Regions from separate parts of the Mus musculus genome. Here region 2 is linked to region 1. A link is a contact called in public promoter capture Hi-C data. All regions are on one chromosome and are shown on one strand. The core of a region is the stretch at or near the end of the contact, and the rest is flanking DNA. Distances in the headings are between cores, read along the strand shown.

Evidence for each region. Promoter capture Hi-C pulls out the DNA fragments that hold promoters and counts their contacts.
Region 2: a contact with region 1 is called in a promoter capture Hi-C map of fetal liver, with 3 times the contacts expected there. The contact joins the promoter of Adck2 here to the enhancer-like site in region 1. A contact is called at or near these places in 8 of 39 promoter capture datasets (the 3T3-L1 cell line, embryonic stem cells, fetal liver and 2 more), 1 of 15 datasets of contacts at CTCF or cohesin (the NIH/3T3 cell line), 1 of 484 Hi-C or Micro-C datasets (myocytes) and 2 of 9 other capture datasets (adipose tissue and pancreatic islet).

The regions. Positions count from the first base shown.
Region 1 is chr6:39,157,295-39,164,974 of GRCm38.p6, forward strand. It overlaps Kdm7a (lysine (K)-specific demethylase 7A), which reads right to left. Exons shown (of 20, transcript NM_001033430.4): 10 at 920-1,011. Among named protein-coding and RNA genes, the nearest start is that of 4930599N23Rik, 43 kb to the left of the region's middle. Within about 2 kb of position 4,882, at least 7 of the 459 cell types and tissues checked have an H3K27ac peak or open chromatin away from gene starts, as enhancers often do. A contact at or near this core is called in fetal liver, where this site is marked.
Region 2 is chr6:39,570,652-39,578,331 of GRCm38.p6, forward strand. Adck2 (aarF domain containing kinase 2) reads left to right here and starts at 3,225. Exons shown (of 8, transcript NM_178873.3): 1 at 3,225-4,555; 2 at 5,712-5,858. The coding sequence starts at 3,650.

The DNA.
Region 1 (7,680 bases), core at 3,632-6,131:
AAATGCCCTTTCTAACTCTGTGAAGAATTGAGTTGGAATTTTGATGGGGATTACACTGAATCTGTAGATTGCTTTCGGCAAGATAGCCATTTTTACTATAGTGATCCTGCCAATCCATGAGCATGGGAGATCTTTCCATCTTCTGAGATCTTCTTTGATTTCTTTCTTCAGGTACTTGAAGTTCTTATACAGATCTTTCACTTCCTTAGAGTCACACTAAGGTATTTTATATTATTTGTGACTATTGTGAAGGGTGTTGTTTCCCTAATTTCTTTCTCAGCCTGTTTATCCTTTGTGTAGAGAAAGGCCACTGATTTGTTTGAGTTAATTTTATTCTTTATTATTGAGTTAATTTTATACTTTATTTTTTATTAATTATACTTTTATTCTTTATTTTATTCTTTATCTATACTTTTATTCTTTATTATTGAGTTAATTTTATACTTCATTGAAGCTGTTTATCAGGTTTAGGAGTTCTTTGGTAGAATTTTTAGGGTTACTTATATATATATTATCATATCATCTGCAAATAGTGATATATTGACTTCTTCCTTTCCAATTTGTATCCCCTTGACCTCCTTTTGTTGTCTAATTGCTCTGGGTAGGACTTTGAGTACTATGTTGAATAGGTAGGGAGAAAGTAGGCTGCCTTGTCTAGTCCCTGATTTTAGTGGGATTGCTTCCAAAAGGTAAAGTTCTTTATTCTCTAACCAGAATCAGTATATCTGTCACGGAGTACAACCTGCATATAAAGTACAATTTCCATTCCTTTTACAACTAGCACATAAATGCTGCCCACATAACCAAAGTTCCGTTTTCTTAATCTTAAACCAAAAAAACAAAACAAAAATGAAAACAAACAAAAACAAAAAACAAAACCCCTAAAACTAAAACAAAAACCATAGCAGTAACAACTTACTTCTTTTTTCATCCATAATTTTAAAGCAGTATGCAGTGCTTTTACTCCCTGTACTAAGTAACTTTGAGGCTGGAAACCATCTTCTTTCAGTTCTGTTGGAATGACATGAGACAGGAAAGAAAGTTAAATTTCAAGTATCAAACTTAACAACATCCAAAACAGGACAAGGAATAATCCAAAAGACAAAGAAGAAGAAACAGAGTACGTGATACTAAATGCTTATATTAAGCATATAAAAAAATACAGAAATGTTTAACATAAAACAGTAGGATTTTGTTAGTCACTAGGCAGGTGGATCTTTGTTAATTCTAGGCCACTCTGGTCTACAGAGCGAATTCCCAGGCAGCCAAGGCTACACAGAGAAATCCTGTCTTGAAATCCACCCACAAAAAAGGTGGGGAAGGCATCAAAATTCCAACTCAATTCTTCACAGAGTTAGAAAGGGCATTTTGCAAATTCATCTGGAATAACAAAAAACCTAGGATAGCAAAAAACTATGCTCAACAATAAAAGAACCTCTGCTGGATTCACCTTGCCTGACCTCAAGCTATACTACAGAGCAATTGTGATAAAAACTGCATGGTACTGGTACAGTGACAGACAGGTTGATCAATGGAATAGAATTGAAGACCCAGAAATGAACCCACACACCTATGGTCACTTGATCTTTAACAAGGGAGCTAAAACCATCCAGTGGAAAAAAGACAGCATTTTCAACAAATGGTGCTGGCACAACTGGCGGTTATCATGTAGAAGAATGAGAATTGATCCATTCCTATCTCCTTGTACAAAGCTCAAGTCTAAGTGGATCAAGGAACTCCACATAAAACCAGAGACACTGAAACTTATAGAGGAGAAAGTGGGAAAAGCCTCAAAGATATGGGCACAGGGGAAAAAAATTCCTAAACAGAACAGCAATGGCCTGTGCGGTAAGATCAAGATTTGACAAATAGGACCTCATAAAATTGCAAAGCTTCTATAGGGCAAAAGATACTGTCAATAAGACAAAAAGACCACCAACAGATTGGGAAAGAATTTTTACCAATCCTAAATCTGATAAGGGACTAATATCCAATATATACAAAGAACTCAAGAAGCTGAACTCCAGAAATTCAAATAATCCTATTAAAAAATGGGGTACAGAGCTAAACAAAGAATTCTCACCTGAGGAATACCAAATAGCTGAGAAGCAACTGAAAAAATGTTCAACATTCTTAATCATCAGGGAAATGCAAATCAAACAACCCTGAGATTCCACCTCACACCAGTCAGAATGGCTAAGATCAAAAATTCAGGTGACAGCAGATGCTTGAGAGGATGTGGAGAAAGAGTATCCAATGTGTGGATACTTCATTCCTCCTAGAATACGGAATAAAATATCCATGGAAGGAGTTGCAGAGACAAAGTTTGGAGCTAAGACCATCCAGAAACTGCCCCACCTGGGGATCCATCCCATAATCAGCCACCAAAAGCAGACACTATTGCATACACCAGCAAGATTCTGCTGAAGGGACCCTGATATAGCTGTCTCCTGTGAGGCTTTGCCAGTACCTGGTAAATACAGAAGTGGATGCTCACAGTCAGCTATTGGATGTAACACAGGGCCCCCAATATAGGAGCTAGAGAAAGTACCCAAGAGCTGAAGGGGTCTGCAACCCTATAGGTGGAACAACAATATGAACTAATCAGTACCCCCAGAGCTCCTATCTCTAGCTGCATATGTAGCAGAAGATGGCCTAGTCGGCCATCATTGGGAAGAGATGCCCCTTGGTCTAGCAAACTTTATATGCCCTAGTACTGGAAATGCCAGGGCCAAGAAGTGGGAGTGAGTGGGTAGGGGAGCAGGGTGGGGGGAGGGTATAGGGGACTTTTGGGATAGCATTTGAAATGTAAATGAAGAAAATATCGAATAAAAAAATGTGGGGGAAAAGAAAAACAAAAAAAAAAAAAGTGGGGAAGGGGCTGGAGCACTGAAGTGGTTAAGAGCACTGACTGTTCTTCCGAAGGTCCTGAGTTCAATTCCCAGCAACCACGTGGTGGCTCACAACCATCTGAAAGGAGATCTGGCACCCTCTTCTGGAGTGTCTGAAGACAGCTACAGTCTACTTACATATAATAAATAAATAAATCTTTAAAAAAATAAAAGTGGGGAAAAGATGCCAAGCTTTCAAAATAAAGTTGAGACAGCCATAGTCACTAATAAAGCATCATTTCAACACATTCAACTCACTAGAAAAATATTTAAAATAACAAGCCTGGAAAACAGAAAAGAAGACAAAACTACAAAATAGCATATAAGCAATTTCATAATCACAGTGGAATATTTCTAGCAAAAATAGTAAGCAATAAGGTGGACTGAAAAAATAGATAATTCAATTCAAGCAATATAACATTTGATTCAACAATCATAAATGTGATATTGCACCTAGGAATTGCAAAATGCACATTTTTTTCAGACATACTCAGCATATTTACAAAATCATCCACACCTCAGGAAAATAAAAAGTCCTCAACAAATATCCAATGATCTAAATCACTTATATGCCCAAAATACAATTAAGCTAGAAATCAATATAGATAATAGTAACAGACAACTACAGAAAACCCCAAATACTTTGAAATTTAAAATTAAAAGTGTTAAGAAACATATAAACTATGAGATTTTTGAAAAGCATTGGGGACAGAGAGATGGCCTAATAGTTAAGAGCACTTGCTGCTCTTACAGAAGACTAGGGTTTTGTTCTCAGCTCCACACCAGATGGCTCAGAACACGTCTAACTCTAGCTCCAAGGGATCCGGTGCCGTCTTCTAGCCTCTGAGGACACTTTCATGCACACACATGAATATACACTAAATAAGGTAAAATTAAAAGCCCAATGTGTGGCATATTGTACAACCCTCCAATTTATTTCTTCAACATTTTTTTTTTTTCAGGAAAGGAAGTGCATGCCTACCACTGTGATTATGTGTGAGGTTAGAAGACAGTTTTTCTCCTTCCACCACATGGGTCCAAGGAGACTGAAGTCGGTCCTCAGGCTTGGCGGCAAGTACTGTGTGTATCCACTGAGCCACCTCCCTGGCTTGCCCCCTTACTTTTTGAATCATGGTTTCTCACTGAACCTGGAGCTCAATGGCTGGACAAAACTACCTCAGCAGCTAGTGAGCACCAGGGATTCTCCGTGTGCACCCTCCGTGGCCACTGTACTTGACTTTTATATGGGTTATAGAATCGGAGATTCATCCCTTTATGTTTGTACAGTAAGCCATCTCCTCCAGACACCCCATTACTTTAAAAGAAAGAAAGGAAACAAACAAAACCACACAACCAAGATGATAATTTAAAGATAAAAACTTCCTAAACCTGTTAAAGGTATCAAAAAACAAAAAGCAACTATAACACTTTAAAGTATAAGGCTAAAAGTTTTCCTTTCCTGATTATGAAGAAAATATGTGTGCCCACCTTTCCTGTTCTTAGTTATGCCCTCAGGGCCTTGACACAGTAGAGAGATAAAAACAAAAGAGATACAAATATTAGAAAGAACGGACCAAAACTCGTTACTCACAGATGTAACAACATTAGCGACTGAGTCAGTTCTCTAGGCGAACTCATGTACAAGGTGATACTGACTAGGACTTGTCAAAAACCATTTTCTGTAACTGCCAAACACTAAAAAACAATCCCCAAATATTCAACAATTGTAGACTAGGTGTATTAACATTAACATATTTATTTTACAGGTGACAACCACTGTTACAGACAATAGTTGGATAACGCAATTGTGGTAACGCACATCTGCAATGCTAGCAGTAAAGAGACAGCTTCATCAAGAGAGACCCTATCTCAAATAGGCAAAACAATACCAAGTGAAAGGTCACAGGAGGGCTGGCAAGATGGCTCAGTGTGCAAAAGCATTTGACACAGAGCCCCATGACCGGAGTTTGGTTCCGGGGCCACATGGTGAAGGGGAGAACCAACTCCCAAAAACTTATCTTTGCCCTCCATACACAGCGGCAGACTCACACCCCTCCTACACCAAAATAAATAGATAAAATATCATTTTTAAAGGCCACGGATAGTATCCCTTTGAAATTTTTATATGAAATTTACAAATGGAAAAAATTATTTTCATTTAAAACATGGGTAATGAAGACAAAAGTATTACTGTCAAAAGTAACGACAGTGACTACGTAGAGAATCAGAGGAAGCTGTAACTTAATTACACTGTAGGATAGTCCACGTTTTTCTTTTTCTTTTTTAAATTCAGTGATAGTCTATATTACAAGATATTTGAACCTGTTTCCAGTCTGGATGGAAGAGAGACACACCCTTAGTACTTACTTTTAATTCCAAACAATGAAGGTAAAGTTAGTTTGTAGACGGAAGCACCCATGTTTGAAAGTGATGTCTAATTGAGTGGCAGACAAAGTGTCAAATGCAAGAAAGACTTGACAGAATATGCCCAACTCTCACAAGAATAGAGGGGAAAGGAAAGCAGCTACTTAAGGGGGAGACAGCGAAAACAGGAAGGAGAAAGTACAGTACAGGAGTACAGTAGTCCTGAGAGCTACACAGTAGAGTTGAGAGGGAAGTAGAGCAGCACAGAGAGCGAGAAGGAGCAGTTGTACACAGACAGGTTGCAGAGAGCGAGCAAGTTAGACACAGGTAGAGACAAAACAAGAGGAGTCAGAAGATTAGAAAGATTGTTAACGTTAATGTAAGGCCAAGCAGAGCAACTCAGGAGTGCCCAAGAGAGAATAGCCATATTGAATCAGTCATCTTGGAGAGGAGTTTGAGCAGAACAGCTGAGTTGAACCAGCCAGCCAGCGTTCAGAAAGACTAAGAAAAGGGTGAGCTGATTCAGCAGTCAGTCTCAGAGGCTGAAAACATTCTAGGCCTAGACTAGATTGTACAGAGGCCAGGAACCTCCAGGACCTAGCTTAGCCAAAGAAGTATTACATCAAGCAAATGAAAGATTTTTTTTTACAAGAATATTGAAATAATTTTTACCAATTTTTTTATTCAGTAACCTTGTTATATGTATAAATGCATACATACACATATATAAATGCCTTTTTTTATTTTAAAAGAGAGTGACTAAAAATCTCAAGTGTATTAATTTTATATGTGGCCAAAATTTAAGTAAGTTAATGCAAAAGCAAGATACTTCAGTAGCTGACTTAGAGAAATCCAAACTGGCTAACTGTTATTATCACTGGCATGAAATACAGTTTGGAGGTCACTTAACCCATATCATACGAGTGTTTAACAATCAGGTGCCAACAGTCCACGTAAAAGGGTTAGTGATGAAGAATGTGCTGTGAGGAAACAACTAACCATTCCTATTTCCAGGATGAATGCCTATAATGACGGCAAGCACACATACTTGTGTGCACCTAGTTTAAAAAGGCTATTCACACAGGTAACCTCTATTCAAGGCAAACAAAAACGACTTAATTGATGCTTTGAAAAGTGCTTGTTTCAGGGCTAGGATTATATTATAGCTAAGTAGTAGAAGACTTGCCTAATATGCACAAGGTCCTGGGTTGGACCCTTGCAATTAGGTTGAACCATATGGAGTTGCCAGTATTTGACCATTTTGAAATATGAAAATAGCAATTTTACATGGTTCTACCATGGGAATAACTATACGTTATTTTCTTAATAGCACTAAACTGCAAAGTACCTAGGAATAAATCTATCAAGATATGAAAGTGCAAGGTTGAACAACATTGTAAAAGACACTAAGGAAGATACAGACAGCCGCTCCATGATCATTCTTCAAAAAATTTAGTGTTGGGCCAAGTGTGATGCACATCTTTTAATCCCAGCACTTGGTAGACAGAGGCTAGTCAATCTCTCTGTGTTTGAAGCCAGCCTATTCTACACAGTGAGTTCTGTACACAGTGAGACCGTTTAAAAATAAGAAAAACAAAAAACAGGCCAGGCGTGATGGCACACACCTTTAATCCCAGCACTTGGGAGGCAGAGGCAGGCAGATTTCTGAGTTCGAGGCCAGCCTGGTCTACAGAGTGAGTTCCAGGACAGCCAGGGCTACACAGAGAAACCCTGTCTTGAAAAACAAAAAACAAAAAACAAAACAAAAAAAAAAACACCCTGAAGAGCTGCCTACCTCTGCCTCCTAAGTGCTAGGGTTAAAAGCATGCACTACCATGCCTATCCCCCATTCCTCTAATTATTTAGGCAAATATTTAAGAACAAGTGTTAGGTAATAACAAACTACACATTAGAGAGCAAAACACTAAAATGTGTGCAGGCCACTCATCCACTAAATGAAACATTTCCCAGGAAGGGGGTTATTATATACTAAATATTCTAACTTATTGGTTCTCAACCTGTGGATTATAACCCCTTTGGGGTCAAATGACCCTTTAACAGTGTGGTATATCAGATATCCTGCATATCAGATATTTGAATTATGATTTATAACAGTAACAAAATTAGAGTTTTTAAGTAGTAACAAAATAATTTTATGATGGGGGTGAGTCTCTACAACATGAGGAAGTATATTAAAGATTGAGAAACACTGCTCTAAGTGCTAAAAAGATTTTTATCAGGGGAAGGGGAAAAATCCATATTTTAAAAAGGGTTGGGGGAAAATCCATACTTTTAAAAGGGGTTGGGGGGAGCCAGACTAGAGAGATGGCTCAGCAGTTAAAGGAGTGTGTTGCTTTTGCAGAGGACCTCAGTTCAGTTTCCGACACTGTACTCACCCACCCCAAACACACACACACACACACAC
Region 2 (7,680 bases), core at 1,975-4,474, 410 kb after region 1:
CTGGGGATCCAGTCCTTTTACACACTCCAGCAGTTTATAGGTGGGGTAGATGTTGGGGTGGGCCAACTCAAAGCCTTGGATCTGGGCCTGGGTGGTAGCTGAGTTGGTCAGCCTGGCAGTTCTCCAGCACTGTCCATGTGTCTTTGGGTTTTACTGCTGTGAACAGACACCATGACCAAAGGCAAGTCTTATAAAGGACAACAGTTAATTGGGGCTGGCTTACAGGTTCAGAGGTTCAGTCCAGTATCGTCAAGGCGGGAGCATGGCAGTGTGAGAGTTCTACATCTTCATCTGAAGGCTGCTAGGAGAAGACTGGCTTCCAGGCAGCTAGGATGAGGATTTTAAAGTCCAAGCCCACACCTACTCCAATAGGGACACACCTTCTAATAGTGCCACTCCCTGGACTAGGCATACTCAAAGCACCGTACCATGCCAAGGGTAGTGCCATGGCTGGCAAAGGCTGGGCCAGTTCTCCTGCCCTCCTCCCCCCTTGCCCCTCTGCCCTCCTGCCCTCCCACCCTCCTGTCCAGCTCCTGCCCAGGCGAGGGGTAGAGTCAGCTCTCCCTAATGAGCGTCTTCTTTTTTAAACTATTATTTACCTTCTGTGTATGGGTGTGTTGCCTGCATGTATGTCTGTGCATCAGACATGCACTGAAATCAGAAAAGGGTAATTGGAGCCTGTGGAGCTGGAGTTCCAGTTGTTAGCAGCCATTTGGGTGCTAGGAATGAGTCGTGGGTCCTCTTAACTGCTGAGCTGTCTCTCCAGGAATTCCCAGTCCTTTTTTGAGAGAGGGTCTTACCTTGTATCCCTGACTGACCTGCAGCTCCCAATGTAGGCCAGTCTGGCTTTGAACTCTACCTGCCTCTACCTCCTGAGTGCTGGGGTCCTGTGCACTAGGAAGCCCAGTGCTAGGCAGTATTAGGAAGGTTGAAAAATACTGCTTTGGGGGATCTTGTCTAGTTTTAGTTGGACAACCCTCCTGTGTTCCTTTTGGAGAAATAAAGATCCAGAAAAAGTTGTCTGGGGGTCACAACCTAGAAGCTGCCTGTCTTAGTCAGGGTTTCTATTCCTGCACAAACATCATGACCAAGAAGCAAGTTGGGGAGGAAAGGGTTTATTCGGCTTACACTTCCATACTGCTGTTCATCACCAAGGAAGTCAGGACTGGAACTCAAGCAGGTCAGAAAGCAGGAGCAGATGCAGAGGCCATGGAGGGATGTTCTTTATTGGCTTGCCTCCCCTGGCTTGCTCAGCCTGCTCTCTTATAAAACCCAAGACTACCAGCCCAGAGATGGTCCCACCCACAAGGGGCCTTTCCCCCTTGATCACTAATTGAGAAAATGCCTTACAGTTTGATCTCATGGAGGCATTTCCTCAACTGAAGCTCCTTTCTCTGTGATAACTCCAGCTGTGTCAAGTTGACACAAAACTAGCCAGTACACTGCCATGGCTTAAAATGATGGACTCAGAACAATTCAAGTCTTCTGTGAACAACTTTGGGGCAGAACAGGCAAGTGAGTCAGGAGAAAGGGGATACTTTGTAATTAGTGCCTGCCCACATTTCTTTTTCTTTTCTAAAAATTCTTATTAGGTAGATTTATTTATTTTATATTATGTGTGAGTGTTATACATGTATATGGGTCTGAGCACAGACCCCCCTGGAACTTGTTCATTAGGAATGGCTGTAAACCCCATGCGGGTGCTAAGAATGGAACCCAGAGCCTTTGCAAGAACAACTAGTGCTCTTAACCACTGAGCCATCGCTCTCCAAGCCCTATTTTGCTTTTTTGAAACAGGGTCTCACTATGTAGTCCCTGTTGGCCTGGAGCTTGCTATACAAAGCAGACTGACCTCCAACTCACAGATTTTGCCCACCCCTTCCTTCCCTTCCCTCCTTCCCTCCTTCCTTACCTCCCCCTTCCTTCCTTCCTTCCTTCCTTCCTTCCTTCCTTCCTTCCTTCCTTCCTTCTTTCCTTCCTTCCTTCTTTCCTACTGGAATTGAAAGTGAGGGCACCGTGCCTGACACCTGACCACATTTCAAAGCAGTGTAAGGCATCATGTCTGCCTTGGGAAACCCAAAGGGTGTACCCCATCTTTTAGAGTTAGGAACTGGACTGTTATTGACCATACAGGAAGAGCCATTGGCCACTCCACTATTCCTGACTGTTAGTGGCCCTGATCTTACCTTTGGAGAAATTACTATATCTTCTGAGCCTTCTGGATGGCCAGGGGGTGTGTGTCTTGAGGTTGAATGACATGTCCAGTGATAGGAACCCTGGCCTTGTCCTTGTTTCTCTTTTTCTATAATCCTTTTCACCTGGGATGTCTTTAAATCTACCCTTGGTCAGACTTTTGTGCAAATTTCTTTCCACACAGGGACAAAAGCTGTTGATAGGTAGTAGGGACTGTGGTGCCCCAGGGCAGGCAGCTTTTTAAGTTCCAGAGCGCTGAGAAGAAATTGCAAGCCCTTTCCCTGGCTATGTAGGCTCAGTTCCCATGCTCTATCACCTACACACACACACACACACACACACACACACACACACCCCTCAGAACATCAAAAGTCTTTCCTACTTTGGAACTTTTATTTGGCTCCTCTCCCAACACCCTTTTTTTCTTCTCCAAAGTAGCCCAGCCTATGATTCAACCAGCTCCTCACTGCTTCTGTGGCCCTTGCTACATTTTTATTTCTATGACATTTATTTTGTATGTGGGGGACACGACTTAAAAGGAATTGGTGACATCCTTCCTTCATGTAGGTTCCACGGATCGAACTCATTTATTTCGTTGGGCTTGACATAAAATAATATCGTTACCTATCTAGTTTAGTATATATTCTTGTGACTCAACAAATATTAAATTAAATTCAAGAAAGACCTGATTTGGCTCAATAAGTCTTAGTTAAGTGTATAAGCCATTCCCTAAGGTCTAAACACCGCCGCTAAGTCAGCGTAGCCTGAGACTCAAGAACTCAGCAGCTGAAAAATCTGTCCTTCCTTTGGACCCACTTGTAATATTCAGTGTAGTTTAATATTTCTAGGATTTAAGCTACGAGGCTGTGAAGAGGAAAGGCAGACGCGGAAAAGAGGGCTACAGAGCTCGCGTCTGCGTTTTTTCTCTAAATCATCACAGGAACTCGATGTGCCCAGGCGCTTTTGCCCTAGTTCGCGCCGTGGCCCCTTTAAGGAGCATGTCGTGGGCAGAGAGGGCGGAACCAGGTACCGGAAGCTGGGAGCAGCGCTGGCCCGGACGCTTAGTGCTCTCTCTCTCTGCCTGGTTGTCACTGCCCGCTCTGTGCAGGTCCCGAGCCATCGGCTCGGCATCTCCGCCGCCCCCCGGGAGCCTGGCCCGTGAGCCCGCCGGAGCGCGCCTCTCAGGTCTTCCCGCGGCCCTCTGAGGCTTCGTCGTTCTCTCTAGGCCGCGGGTCCGCATCTCCGTCCCTGGCGCTCGGCGACTCCCTGCACTCTGAGCTCTGGCGCTGGACAGCTTGTCACCCGTGGTCCCCGGCTCAGGTCCCCGTTATCCCTCCCCTCCTGGGCTGCGCTAGGGGGCGCGGTCCGACTCATCCCCGCTTCGGCACGGAGCGTCTCCACAATGGCTTCCCTTTAGGTAGAGAACAAGCAGTCTAGGCCAAGGGGTCTAGAGAGGATGGTGACCCCCTGGCGTTTGTCTGTCAGGGTCTGCTTGTCACACTTAAGATGCTTTGAGTTCAGAAAGGAACTTGGGCATTCCAGACCCCTGGGATGCTCTCGCAATGCCAGACTATGTTGGTTTCTGCTAGGTACTTTGCCCAAATTAATCTCAGCCCATGGCAGTGTTGGAGAGGGGGCGCCTGGCAGCTTGTGCCAGAGAAAGACTCACTGGAGTGACCTGGCGGAAAATGGACTAGTGGAGAAGGTGGCCCAAGAAGGGCCTCTGGCCCGCGTCTTACTGTGTCTCCGCCTAGGGCTCCGCGCTGGTGTGCTCTTGGCGAAATTCTTCCCCCTCCTCTTCTTGTACCCTCTCACCTACTTGGCCCCTGGCCTCTCCACCCTCTGGCTCCATCTGCTTTTCAAAGCTACAGAGACCTCAGGCCCAACATATATCAAATTGGGCCAATGGGCCAGCACCCGGCGCGACCTCTTTTCAGAGGCTTTCTGTACCCAGTTCTCCAAGCTGCATGTCCAGGTGACCCCCCACCCTTGGGCAAGGACGGAATACTTACTCCAGCAGGCATTTGGGGAGGATTGGGGCAGCCTCCTCTTTTTCGAGACCCGGGAACCTGTAGGTTCAGGTTGTGTGGCCCAAGTGTACAAAGCGTTCGCTAGTATTTCCTTGTTGGAGGAAGACAGGATCTGGAGACTTGGGGAGCTCTCTGCCCCAGGAACCAGGGCCGTGGTGATGCAGAGAGAGCCCTTTATGAAAGACCGGAAGCCTTCAGAAAACCTTGCCGACGAAGCATTTCTAGAAAAACTGCTTCTTCCTAAAGCTGACCTTGGTGGGTCAGAAGTGGGTGTGTCTCAGGCTCCCTGGCATCTGCCTAAGTCAGATCACCTCATCCCAGTGGCAGTGAAAGTAAGTGCTCTCAGACCTTGCCTAGCACTTTAATCAAGTACCTACCCACTGAGCTGTCTGCCCCAGATCCGAAAGAGACCCTCGTGAGGGGCACATTGCTTTCTGTTCTAAGACTGAGTATTCCTTCTCCAAAAATGCTTGGGAATGGGAGCGTTTTGGATTTCATACGGTTCTGGATTGTAGAGCATTTGTATATCTTGGATGAGATAGCCTGGGATAGGACCCAAGTCTAAACACGAAACGTGAAATTCATTTATGTCTCACACACACACTCCACAACTTAGACATGTAGACTATAGGTCATTTCATGAAGTACTTTTAGTGCACCTGTGTAATGACCTTGCATCACCTGAGGTCAGGTTTGGAATTTTTCACTTGTCAGTCCTTTACCGGGTCAGATATTGAAGCATTTTGAGTTTGGATTAGGGCTGCTATTGCTATTGTAGCTCAACCAATACCTGTTAAATTCAAGCTATTTCTTTTATTTATTTATTTATTTATTTATTTATTTATTGTAGTGAGGATTGAACCTAAGGGGCAGTCAAACTTAGTTCACACATGCTAGGCAAACCCTCAGCCACTGAGGTTTATTGTGAGGCCTCATTTTGCCTTTAATTGTAGACAAGACCCTGCTATTTTAATTGTCCTCCCAAGTAGCAGGGATTGCCACAACCTCCTGGCTCAAGTTTGTTTGTTTTTTCTTTTTCTTTCCTTTCCCCCTCCTCCTCCTTTTTTTTTTTTTTTTTTTTTTTTTTTGAGGTAGATTTATACTATGTAGCCCCTTGGCTGTTCCAGAGCTTACTCTGTAGACCAGGCTGGCCTCAAAGCTACAGAGATCTGCCTGCCTCTGCCTCCTGAGTGCTGGGATTCAAGGTGTATTCCTCCACAATAGGCTCTGACTTCATTTCTTGACTTCAGAGAACAGTGGTGTGAATAGTGTGAAGGAGGGAGGGGAAAAAAAAAAAAAAAAAAACCTTGGGTTTTGCTACTTCTGGGGAGGAGGGACCACCACAACCCAAGAGCATCATGGGTATTGGGCTACTTCCCTTCGTTTTGACAAGAAGCACTCTGGCTGTTTTGAAGGTGGGAGCATGTGCTGGCTAGGTAAAATGTTTCCCTCTGACCCACTGTCTTGTCTCCTGGTTCTTTCTGGCAGGTATTACACCCAGGCTTGCTCTCTCAGGTGTCCATGGATTTACTGCTGATGAAGATTGGCAGCAAAGCCCTGGGGCTTTTACCTGGAGTCAAATGGCTTAGCTTGCCTGAGATCGTGGAGGAATTCGAGAAGCTCATGGTCCAACAGGTGACTCCTTCTCTCAGCTGTAAATAGCACCTAATATAGTTCTTGCCATAGTTAGCTGTTGGTTATGAACCAGGTGACTGATGAGTGAGTAGGTCATTTCCCAGGATGTCATTAGTCAGGGTGGGTAATGCTAGCGGATGCAACAAGAAATAGTCCAAGTCCACCAGCGTCATGCAGCTAGGCTATTTCTTGCTTATATTCAGGTAACCTGAGGGAAGAGGGGAGCTCTGCTTTGAAGTGGTATTAGGACCCATTTTCGTTGCAAGATTGGCACTGCCATTGCAACTGGGAAAACAGAGCCTGTGCAGCCTGTCACCACAAAGGCCAATGAACAGATACGAAAATTGAACCGTAACGTTTTTGTTGTACATTTTATTTTTGTGTGGGTATGTGGTGATGGGTAGGCATGGCCATGCCGTGGCATGTGTATATAAGTCAGAGGACACCTTTGAGGAGTCAGTGCTCCCCTTCCACAGTGTGGGCCCTTGAGGCTGGGGCTCCCATTGGCTCCAAGTGTTTTTACCCAGTGAGCCATTTTACTGGCCTAGAATTGAATCTTTAAACTGTGCTTTATTTAGAGAGCCTGTGGTTTGAAAAGATAATATATTTAACATTCTTTTAAAAAATATATAAAGACCTGCCTTATCTTTTTTTTTTTTTTCAGTTAGCAGGCTCAGTGGGGTGGGGTGGAGTGGGGAGACAGTCATTTACCTGGAGCTCAGGCTTGCCCCTCTGGTCAGCCTGTTGGCTGTAGTTTTGAGGCTTGTGCCTCTATGGCCTTGCACACTCTTTCCTCATTCTCTGGATATCTGGGCTTGGGCAGTTCTAGAAACACCAAGTCTTCTAGTGTCCAGTTATCAACTTTATACTTTTCCACAGCAACTGCAAAGGTAGAGAGAGCACAGCATCTCTCAATATTGTGCACCTGTTAAGCTATTAATAACAGGAACCTATAGATTCCTTTTTGCAATATAGAATACAGGTCTGATACAGAATAAAACTGCTCTAATCCATCCCCTCTTACCATCTCCAACATAGTCAGTTTGGAGTGGAGATGACATGGAAGATGTAAGAGATTTTATGAGTAGACCAGGAAGTGAGAAACATCTCTTGCTTCCAGTCTACAAGCAGATCTCCCAGAGTCCTTGGGAAACACAGTGTCCCTTTGTGCCTCCAGGCAAAATAAAACTAAATAATCATATTAACTCTGCCATCTTCAGGGCATGACCTCCAAGACTAGAAGACTCATCTATGTTTTCATAGCTAATTGAGTAGATGAGGACCTCTTTCCTGTTGGAGACCTTTGCGGGACATTTGTATAAGTAGCTAGATGTGGTAAACTAAGTTGGAGTTATCTGGGCCTTCAAATGAGGATCTGGCTCCCTGTTGGGTGGCTTAGGTATGGGTAGGGTTTCAAAAGCTATATACTAAGACTTCATTTATAGCCTCTGATTGAAGCTTTTTAGCTTTAATCCTTTTCAGCTCCTAGGCACTTATTTTAAAGTTTAGAAAGTATTTGGGTACCTGGTATGGCTCAGGCCTGTGATCTCAGCACTCAGGTGGCAGAGGCAGGCAGATGTCTGTGAGTGAGTTCAAAGCCAGCCTCATACAACTGAGTTCCAGGTGGTCCTGATTCAAAAACCAGAAATGAACAGTAAAGTATCTGGACAATACAATAAAGGAAATATTTGGGCTGTTGGAATAAGTAGCACAACAGGGAATTTTTGCCTACAGTTCTGAAGACTAAGCCCCGGGCTGGTTCATTGATGTCTTCATGTTTTCACATGAAGAGGCTAGCGTCTCAGGCCTCTTATATAAGGAC